Linked DNA regions of Triticum aestivum: region 1 is linked to region 2. Evidence: chromatin contacts called from public Hi-C data. All regions are on one chromosome and are shown on one strand. The core of a region is the stretch at or near the end of the contact, and the rest is flanking DNA. Distances in the headings are between cores, read along the strand shown. Region 1 holds the start of LOC123093395 (protein TIFY 11b). Region 2 holds the start of LOC123093393 (UDP-glycosyltransferase TURAN).

Region 1 (4,623 bases), core at 528-3,027, 210 kb before region 2:
AAAAGGTTCCCTCAGATCCGTGGTGGTGCAAACGAACTAAAAACGTGGCGGAATCGTCGTCCGGAAAGGCGAAAAAAAGGAGCTTTTCATTCAAGTACAAGCAACCGGTTCCTTCCTCCCCGTTCCCATCCCACGCGCCGTGCCAAGCACGTTGCGGCGACGCCCGGGGGACAGACCGAATCGGCCGGGCACGCACGCCCTGCGCCGATGAGAAAAGCACCTCCAGCCCCAGATGCAAGCCACGGGAGAGGAGCACGTTGAGACGAGCATCCATGGATGCCGCCCATCCACACTCTTCCGTTGCCCATGTCACGCGGTTTCACGAGGCCGGCGACCAACCACAGGCCAACAGGTGGCGCCACCACGTTGGAGGAGGGGAGGAAGCCACGGGGCTTCCGAGGGTCGTCGTCGTCTTCGCCGCCGTCGCCGTCGCCGCGTGTGTGTGTGGGTGGTCCGGGTGCGCCAGAGCCGAGAGCGAAGGGCCAACGGACGGACAACCGGGCAGTTGTTTATCTGGAACGCCATGAACGTGCTCCATTTCGTTATTCTAAAAAAAAAAGGCAATGACGCGTACGCACGTCCAAGTCTCCCACCACAACCCCCATCCCCTTTTTGACAAGTTGGGCTCCAACCCTTTTGACCGTTTCTCACCCACCCTTCCCCTCCGCCATGAACTGCTGCTTGCCAATTCGGGGATTGGTTTCTTAATTTTTTTTTTATTTTTTACATTTCGGTTCATGGTAGTATACTACTGAAACTGTATCAGTGGTGACGCCGGAGAAAGAAGAATTGTTGTTTCAAGCTAGTACTACGTACTTGTCTTTATTTCAAGTTATTATTCGGTTCATGAACTCAATCTCTGGGCGACCCATGATGATGAGCCGCGCAGAGATCAAAAGAATTTGTCAACCAATCAATCAAACAAAAAGGGCTTACTATGATCTCAATCTTCCTTCCTTCTTTCTTTCCCTACTCGAATTTTTACGCAAAGAATACATTTAAAAGTGCTCTACAAACGATCTCTTGAAGCGGGCAAGCCGTCTTGCTCCGTCCGTCCGTGCAGATCAGAGGGCGAAGGCGCCGTCGGTGCTGGCCAGCCCGAGCCACGAGGAGGACGACGCCGACGCCGACGCCGACTTCTCCTCCGAGTCCTTGATGGCCGCGGCGGCCGGCGCCGGGCGGGCGTAGGGCGCGCGCGCGCCGAGGCGGTCCTTGCGCTTCTCGAAGAACCTCTGCAGCGACGCCTTGCGCATGATGGGCAGGTCCGCGAGCGCCGTCTTGTCCGCCGGGAGGAGGGCGGGGGCGGGCACGACAGCCGCGCGCTCGACGCCGGCGGCGGCGGCCATGCGCATCACCTCGGCCGCCTTGTCCGCGGGGAAGTCCTCGAAGACGACCACCCTGCCGCCGTAGAAGATGGTGAGCGGCGTGGCCGTGGCGGGACCCGCCTCCTCAGCGGCCGCCGCGGCCGCGTGCTCCTGGCCGACGTCGGCGCCGGGCATGAGGCTGAGCGTGGTGGCCGGGGGCGCGCGCGGGGCGACGGCGACGGAGGACATCTTCTGCTCCGCCTTGACGTACTGGCTGAGGACGCCGCACGCCAGCGCGAACCTCCTGCTCTTGCTCTCCACCGCTGCCATGGCAACACTTGTTGTCTCGTCTCTTGGCCGGGTGCTGCTGCTTCTCGTTGACGATGATGGATGGTGAAGGTGAAGTTGCGGTGTGGCTGTGGTTACTCTGTGAACGGATGGCTGTGGGGGGTGGGATGTGAGGTACCTTGGGGAGGGGAGGGCGGTTATATAGGGGGGTGGGCGGTCTCAGCGGAAGGGAAGGGAGGGAGAAGCACGCACGCAGAGTCGCATCCTCCATGGCTGGCCTCCCTCTTGGTTTGTTTTTTGAATAAATTAGGCGAGTGAAGGAGACGTGGTGGTGGTGGAGGTGGTGCGGGGCACGAAGAACACGTGAAGATTGAGCAACCCGAGTTTCCTTTGCCCGGGGGGCGTGAACCAGGGACGCGGGTCGTCTGACGTACGGCCCACACACTGACGTGTGGGCCCGGACCCACCCGTCAGCGGCCCAACGGCAGGGGGGCGTACGTCAGGGGATCCGGCTCCGTGAACCAGTGAGCTTGCAGCTGAATGCAAATGAATTTAAAACTACTCCATCCAATTTTAGTGTCAAGAACGCTTTTATATTATGAAACGAAATGAGTACATATAAAGGAAGAGCGGCAACTGTACAGCCAGCTGGTGCCAGAAGAGGGCGCATCATTCGAACGGATGCGCTCGTGCGTGCGCGGTTTGCAAACATATAGCGACTCCTTCAGAATTAAGGGAAAAAAAACTGTGCAAACATGGATATATATGTTTTTTTATGTCTGTTTGCTTTGCTGACAAGTGGGCCCCGTCTGTCATACGGAGAGCATGTGATAGTCGATTCGTCCCATCCACCGCCATGTTGTCGAGCCACTCCTCACGCAAATGGCAGCAGGCGATGGAATGACCTCGAATGAAACGGTGGTGCCCCCGCAAAAAAAAAAGAAAATAAATGTTGGCGAGCAAGAGGGTTGTGTCATTTGAATATGCCTGTGTAGCTCAAGAACACGGTCAGTCCGCAAATTACGTTGTCATCAACACCAATACACTTCGGGAGGAAATGCCCTTTCACAACATGCCTTTTGGATGTTCTATTTGTATTGTTCATGCATTCTTTTATGAACATGAAGTGCACGAATCCACAATACTATCACCATGCCATAATTTTCATGCACTCAGGGTCAGTCTTATTATTAATGCGCTCTTGTATGAATGTAAAGTGCATGAGTTGTATGTTGTATGAGCCTTGTGTGATACCGTTGGAAGAGATTACCTGGTAGCATCGGATGAGACTTCGAGGCTGTTTGGTTGGTTACTCAAAATGCCACACTTGTTTGGCCACACTTGTGGCACGTCAAGGATTGTGGCGAACAAAACCAGTGCCGCACTTGTGGCGAGAAATTCTACTGCAAAAAGCTCTTTGCATGTGTGGCGAGCCAAACCTTCGTCAGCAAACAAACAGTTGCCTACGGAGTTGTGGCGTGCCGCACCTTTGGCGTGGCAAGGCAAGACTGGCAACCAAACAGGCCCTTCTTGTTAGTGTGTGTGCTTTGTTTGAGTCCGCCAAATGAGTTTGGCGATAGTGTGCGTGCTATGTGAATGCCTCAAGATATGTGAGAATAGTGTGATGTATCCATGCCGAAGAAAAAAAAATATCGCATTAGAAATCACCACCGGACACATGCACGCTCATTGAAGATGTTAGTTGAGCATTTTTTGGGTCAAATAGTTCAAAACTATTTGTTAGTACTCCCTCGGTTCCATTTCAGTGTTAGATACACATGTTTGAGCGACAAGTAATATGGATCAAAGGGAGTAATATGTATCTGTCAATCTCATCTTTAAACAACATTATGCTTTCATAACTTTATTAAAAAAAATCGTATGTTGTGTGTTTTTTTGCGGGTTAATTTTGTTGGGTAATGTATTCCACCTATCTTGTAATTTACAAACTTCTAAATTCATACAAAAAATGATTTCTTGTCCTCTTAAGCGAAAATGGTTTATTTTCACTGAGTTATTCTTTTAATGCTAGGTTTTCATATGTAACAAACAATTACACACACTCACGATGCTTCAACTATCATACAAACTATCTTAAAGTCATGTGTGAGAAGTGGGTAAGAATGGATCTGCTAATAAACCTTGTTCGAAAGACGAAGATTTTAGTATAAAGTACCGCGAAATGATAAAGAGAATGTTCAACAAGGTGTGTCATATCAAAGTCTTTGTAAAACTTCATATTTTAATCCTTGTGGTTATGTAGTGCACCACTAAATTAAAGGTTGTTGAGAATTTCTCAAGTTTTTGTTGTACTCATCTGTTGCACTGAAAATAAACAAAGTTGTGTACATATATCTATCCACAACGGGCAGTTAAAATTATATAAATTTCATCCTGAATAATTATAGGTATTTTCCAAAAAATTCAGGTGCAACAATATCATTAAGTTTGTACGCATATATTGATCATACAAGATTTTTATACTATTATATTTTCACTAACACAATGAATACTATATAAAGAGAAACGACTAAAGTTGCTTGGTACAAAGTACATTTCAAAGAGTTGATCTAGAGCATATTGAAAACGAAATAACCATCTAGTTTATTAACATCGAAATAAAAAATTAATTTGCTAAATTTGCACCAATCTCATGATTTGACTGATACATGAGAATGATGATCAAACATAATAAAACTTGACATCTATTGATCTTGCCAGAGATTAAAATCACCCTTTATGTTTGGACCATGTGATCCAATATTCAACATGCAAAAAATATAAATTACAAGAAAGTCAATGATCAAAATTACAAAATTAATAGGCTTTTAGCCACATTCGAATAAAATTAGCTAAATTAGTACCTCAATTTTGTCTTGGCTGAATTGTCGGGTTTTCATTATGCCGACCTGCAGCCTACGGTTCAACTCTATTATGTTGAATATTAGTACTAGCAACGGTTACATGTGAAGTATATATTTATTACTCGAAGTAAAGACAATATTATTAATTTCTAATGTAATATTACATA
Region 2 (4,823 bases), core at 341-2,840:
CAGGGCGCTCGATGCGCGTCCCTACTGACGACATGCTTGTCCCAGAGTATTGGCTTCACCTCTCGCCGATTCAGCCATTCATGTCCCCTCTTTTCCCTACTCTCTCTCTCTCTCTACAAATATTAACGCAATCTGACCAACAGAATTCGCTGCATGTCATTCGTCCAGACCCTGTCACTGAATCCTACCCTAGCAAGCAAGCACGGTTGAGAGGTCACACGACCAGCGGGACGGTGGCTGGATGCCTTCTCACCTTTCCGTGTAGGTAGTTTTGGCAAGATGATACAAGGAGTAGATAAGGACTAAAGTTGTTGCTCTGCTAATGGTCTATGAGCACGATCATATTCCCAGTGTCGTGCATTGCATCTGCTTCATGTTTATTTATTTTTCGGAAAAGAATTTGAAGATCTTGCGTATATTTTGACCTCAGTTTGTGCGAGTAATATAAAAATTGGGGGTACCTAGAGTTTTCACAATTGATAACCGGTGGATTAGTGAAAAATGAGTACTGCTGGTCAGACCTCATGCCTTATGCATGATTTGGAGCTATAACTCATGTGCAGTTGGTAGTTGCTTGAAATCGAGTGACCAGAACACACCCCTTTATTGGCCATGTTTAGTTATTTCATGAAAATTTAGAGTTTTTGGACTCTCTGAACCATATACAGATATCATTATTGCTGACCTTGAATTAATAGATAAAATTTGCGATTCAAGTATATATGTTATTCGTAGCATGGCATCATATATAGCACCACAGAAGATCATTTTTTAGAACTTACCCATTCTTCACTTGTTAATGGGCACTTCTATTTCAAATTTTGAGAAAGGAGATGGAGTAAGTTCTTTATCTCATTTTTAACTAATCTCCAAGAACTTAGCTCTGCCACTTCAATTTAATTTATATGCGATTTTTATTTATTTTTCTAACTTTCAAGAAGTATAACGAATAAAAATATACATCATGTGCACATTTATTTTTGGCTTAAGTGGTGAAGTTAAGTGTGCAACAATTCAAAATTTCCACAATTGCTAAAATGCTTAAGGAGGACAATTTTTTATATTGCCTTTACATTTATGAGACCTGACATGGAAACAACACAAATCTTCAGGCGCAATTTAAAGGAAACCAGCGGCAATATTCATTATTACCCTACCTTCAGGTATAAACCATCCCTTGTTTTCTCACAATGAATCATTCATGTATCCTCAGTTTCAAGTGTTCGGTATTTATTACATGTTATAACTCCAAATTTCTTAGACATTATCATCGTTACAGTACTAAAGATGGACGGGCGCGGCAAAGCGCGCCTTTATGATCCAGTAGTGCAGAAAATAGCTTCAGTAACGCGAGTGTATCGCGGGCTCACCGACAGGGTAGGCGTCGATGGGCTGCTCGCTGGGAGCAGGCGCCGACCCGCTGCCGCGATACATCGGGTGGAGTGGCTAGGCCCTCAGCCGCCGGGTCGAGAGCCGCCGCCGCCGTCTCTCGCAGAGGAAACCCAAGGTTGCGGTGCGGCGGCCGGCCGTGGTGGAAAGTTTCAGGAAAGGACCTGCCCTGGGTAGTTATTGCAACTGGACCCGTCAATGACCCTGACAGGTGGGGCCAGCAGTTCAGGACTTCAGCCGTTTTTGGATCCCAACGGAGAGCAGAGCTCCTCCGTCCCCATCGCCGCCGGTGGCCGCCCCTCCGGCCCTACAGCCCTACCCCACGCCCCCCTTCCTCCCCCTCCACGCCTAGCGCTGCCCCTTCCCCCCTCCCTCCCTCCTCTGCGCGAAAAGGGTCGACGGAGATGGCGGAGGAGGCGGGAAGGAGGAGGCGCGCGGCGGTGGTTGTGCTGGGCGACATCGGCCGCAGCCCGCGCATGCAGTACCACTCCCTCTCCCTCGCCAACCAGGTGCTCCACTAACGAATCCGTAACCTCGCGTCCGTTTTGGCTGGATTGAATTAGATGACTACGGGTTGGATCCATTGCGCGGTGGCCATTGACTATTCACAATTACCAGGCACACTGCGCCTGTATTTACCATGCATTTTTCTCTTGAAGCAAGTAGAATAAATTTTGGAAGCTCAGACATGCTCCTTGTTGCATATTCTTGTGTTCCAGCATAGGTTTTACTAGTAGAGTAGTATCTTAGACTTAGCTGTTCGTTATTCTTCTTCTTAACAGGCCGGCATGGAAGTCGACATTGTTGCAAACGGAGGTATTCTGTCTTCACACAATTTCGTTTTGTTGTTGAATTCTACTGCCAAATGGTAGAACGAAGCCATCTATTTACTAGATGCATGTTAAGGAACGTCAGACAGGCTGGAGTTTCATCAGCTCTCAGTGTTATTTTTGTTGAGATCTGACCTTGTATCCTGTTCTATGTCTATGAGCAGGAAGTGATCCCCATTTATCACTGAGAGAGAATCCATCAATTCACATACACGAGATGGTATTGATCGTTTAAGATATTATATTCTCTCCCTTTTCTCCTACTACAGTTAACTTCAAAGTTGTCTCTTCAGAAATCAGTGCAGTTATCGGGAATTTCAAAGATATCTGGTGCCCTGGCTCTGCTACTTAAAGCTGCCATCCAGTTTATCATGCTGATTTGGTTTCTCTGCTTTAAGATTCCTCGCCCTGATGTCTTCATTGTTCAGGTAAAATTACACGCAGCTTTCTTACTTGCATATGTGGTTCAGAATTACATGAACCACATGTCTAATCACTACCATTGTCGGCAAATTAGTTCTTTTTAAAGAGAATCAACAATCTAGAATTCGTTGTCCACCATGCTAAGTAAATGAATAGTCATAGTTGGCTTATTGTGCAGCTTAAGTATTTAGTTCAAATTTGAACTAGACCCACGTCACTTATTTATGAATGGAGGTAACAAATAGTAACTTATGCTATGATATATGTATAGTAACCTATTGTTGGCACCATTCTCATTTTGGCAATGCTGATTGTAGTATATTTACAGAATTGCTTACTCTGACCCTTACTTAGTTACAGAATATGCTTCAGTCTCATCCCGTTAAGATTTAATCACCTAGAGTCCTTTTTGATTCATATATTTAAAGATTCTTTTGGTAATAAAAATGTCAAATTTAGTTATCGTGTTTCACAGTAACAATGAGAGACCTGATTTCTGTCATTTGACCATCATTTGTCCAATAGAATCCACCCTCCGTTCCAACATTGGCGGCTGTGAAACTGGTTAGCTGGCTAAGAGGTGCTAAATTTATTGTGGATTGGCATAATTTTGGATATACTTTGCTTGGACTGTCTCATGGCAGAAGTCATGTAATAGTCAAAGTCTATTTCTGGTAACCCCTCCAACCATATTTGCTTATCTGCTACTCTCTCCGTCCTTCAAAGAGTGTACTTCCAACTTTGTTGGAGCTTAAAGTTTGACCGAGTTTGTGCAAAAATATATCAATGTTTGTGAAACCAAATAGTTATATAATGAAAATATATTTTATCATGAATCTAATGCTACTAAGTTGATGGCATGAATGTTGACATATTATTGTATAAATACGGTCAAACATAAAAAAAATTGACTTTCCAACAAAGTTGGAAGTACACTCTTTAAAGGACAGAGGGAGTAGACTGCTAGTGTATCCTATTGGTCATGTGTTTAGCTTGTGATGTTTTTATGTATTCTAGGTTCGAGAAGCACTTTGGGCGGATGGCTGATGGTGCCTTTTGCGTTACGAAAGCAATGCAACATGAGCTTGCTCAAAATTGGGGAATCAAGTAAACAGATTGAACTTCAATTTTCTTATTTTTCCATAAGGGCTGTTGTACGCATGCTGCAGTTTATACTAACATAACCACAATTTTCAGAGCAACAGTTCTTTATGATCATTCTCCTGAATTTTTCCGTCCTGCTTCCTTGACTGAGAAACATGAGGTGAGCATTTGTTGTCTGTTCTGCCTTCGCTACTTGCGGTACTGCATAACAGCATATGTAGCCTTAACACATGAAATAGTTGTTCTGCAGGTTGGGTAGTTCCATTTGTGGTGCTATGGGCAGTGCTGATTGCATCTCTGTTGGTATGTTGTTCTGCAATCAACCAGATTTTTTTTCATGATATAAGCATATTCCAGTTTAATTTATTTTATTTGGTTTTCTCTTCTTACGACAAAGAAAAAGAAGTGGAAGACAAGAACACTACTGTACTTACTGGCAAGATTGATGGTGGAGTTTCGTTGAAGCCTAATAGACCTGCACTTGTTGTGAGCAGCACAAGCTGGTATGTTCTCTTGAACTGAGTAGTCCCTGTTGTTGCAGAACTTTTATGTTCAGCTCACGTGATTATTGAGCAGATAGTTAAAAATTTGGACGAACTTATAAATCTTTGCCACCTGCATTCCAGGACACCAGATGAAGATTTCAGCATACTTCTGGAAGCAGCACTGATGTATGATAGACGTGTTGCTGCAACATTAGGTGAAGAGGATTCAATGGACGAGGGGCAGCTTTGGATTGATATCAAGAATGGGAAGCAATTTGATTACCCAAGATTGCTTTTCGTTATCACAGGTATCACACATTCTGCTATATTCTGTTGAATTACTAGTTTTTAACCATTGTTCTCATTTTCATAAATTTGATACTGAAGGTAAAGGGCCTGATAGGAAGAAATATGAGGAGCAAATAAAAAGGTTAAAACTGAGACGTGTTGCCTTCCGGACTATGTGGCTTGCATCGGAGGACTATCCTCTATTGCTAGGTATGCCAGCCACTTGCCAAAAGAATTTTATACTGGAGCATATATGCTGATTGTTTGAACAAATACAGGATCAGCTGATCTAGGCGTATCGCTT

What was found. A called contact is a pair of places that touch in the nucleus more often than the background predicts.
Region 1: a contact with region 2 is called in a Hi-C map of leaf, with 5 times the contacts expected there. The contact joins the promoter of LOC123093395 here to the promoter of LOC123093393 in region 2. A contact is called at or near these places in 5 of 5 Hi-C or Micro-C datasets (leaf, root and an unstated tissue) and 1 of 1 datasets of contacts at active chromatin or transcription factors (leaf).

The regions. Positions count from the first base shown.
Region 1 is chr4B:581,617,929-581,622,551 of IWGSC CS RefSeq v2.1, reverse strand. LOC123093395 (protein TIFY 11b) reads right to left here and starts at 1,777. Exons shown (of 1, transcript XM_044515353.1): 1 at 939-1,777. The coding sequence starts at 1,634. The coding sequence ends at 1,065.
Region 2 is chr4B:581,409,277-581,414,099 of IWGSC CS RefSeq v2.1, reverse strand. LOC123093393 (UDP-glycosyltransferase TURAN) reads left to right here and starts at 1,590. Exons shown (of 16, transcript XM_044515350.1): 1 at 1,590-1,898; 2 at 2,172-2,205; 3 at 2,384-2,439; 4 at 2,513-2,647; 5 at 3,168-3,316; 6 at 3,660-3,749; 7 at 3,840-3,906; 8 at 3,986-4,049; 9 at 4,150-4,249; 10 at 4,373-4,539; 11 at 4,619-4,729; 12 at 4,798-4,823. The coding sequence starts at 1,794.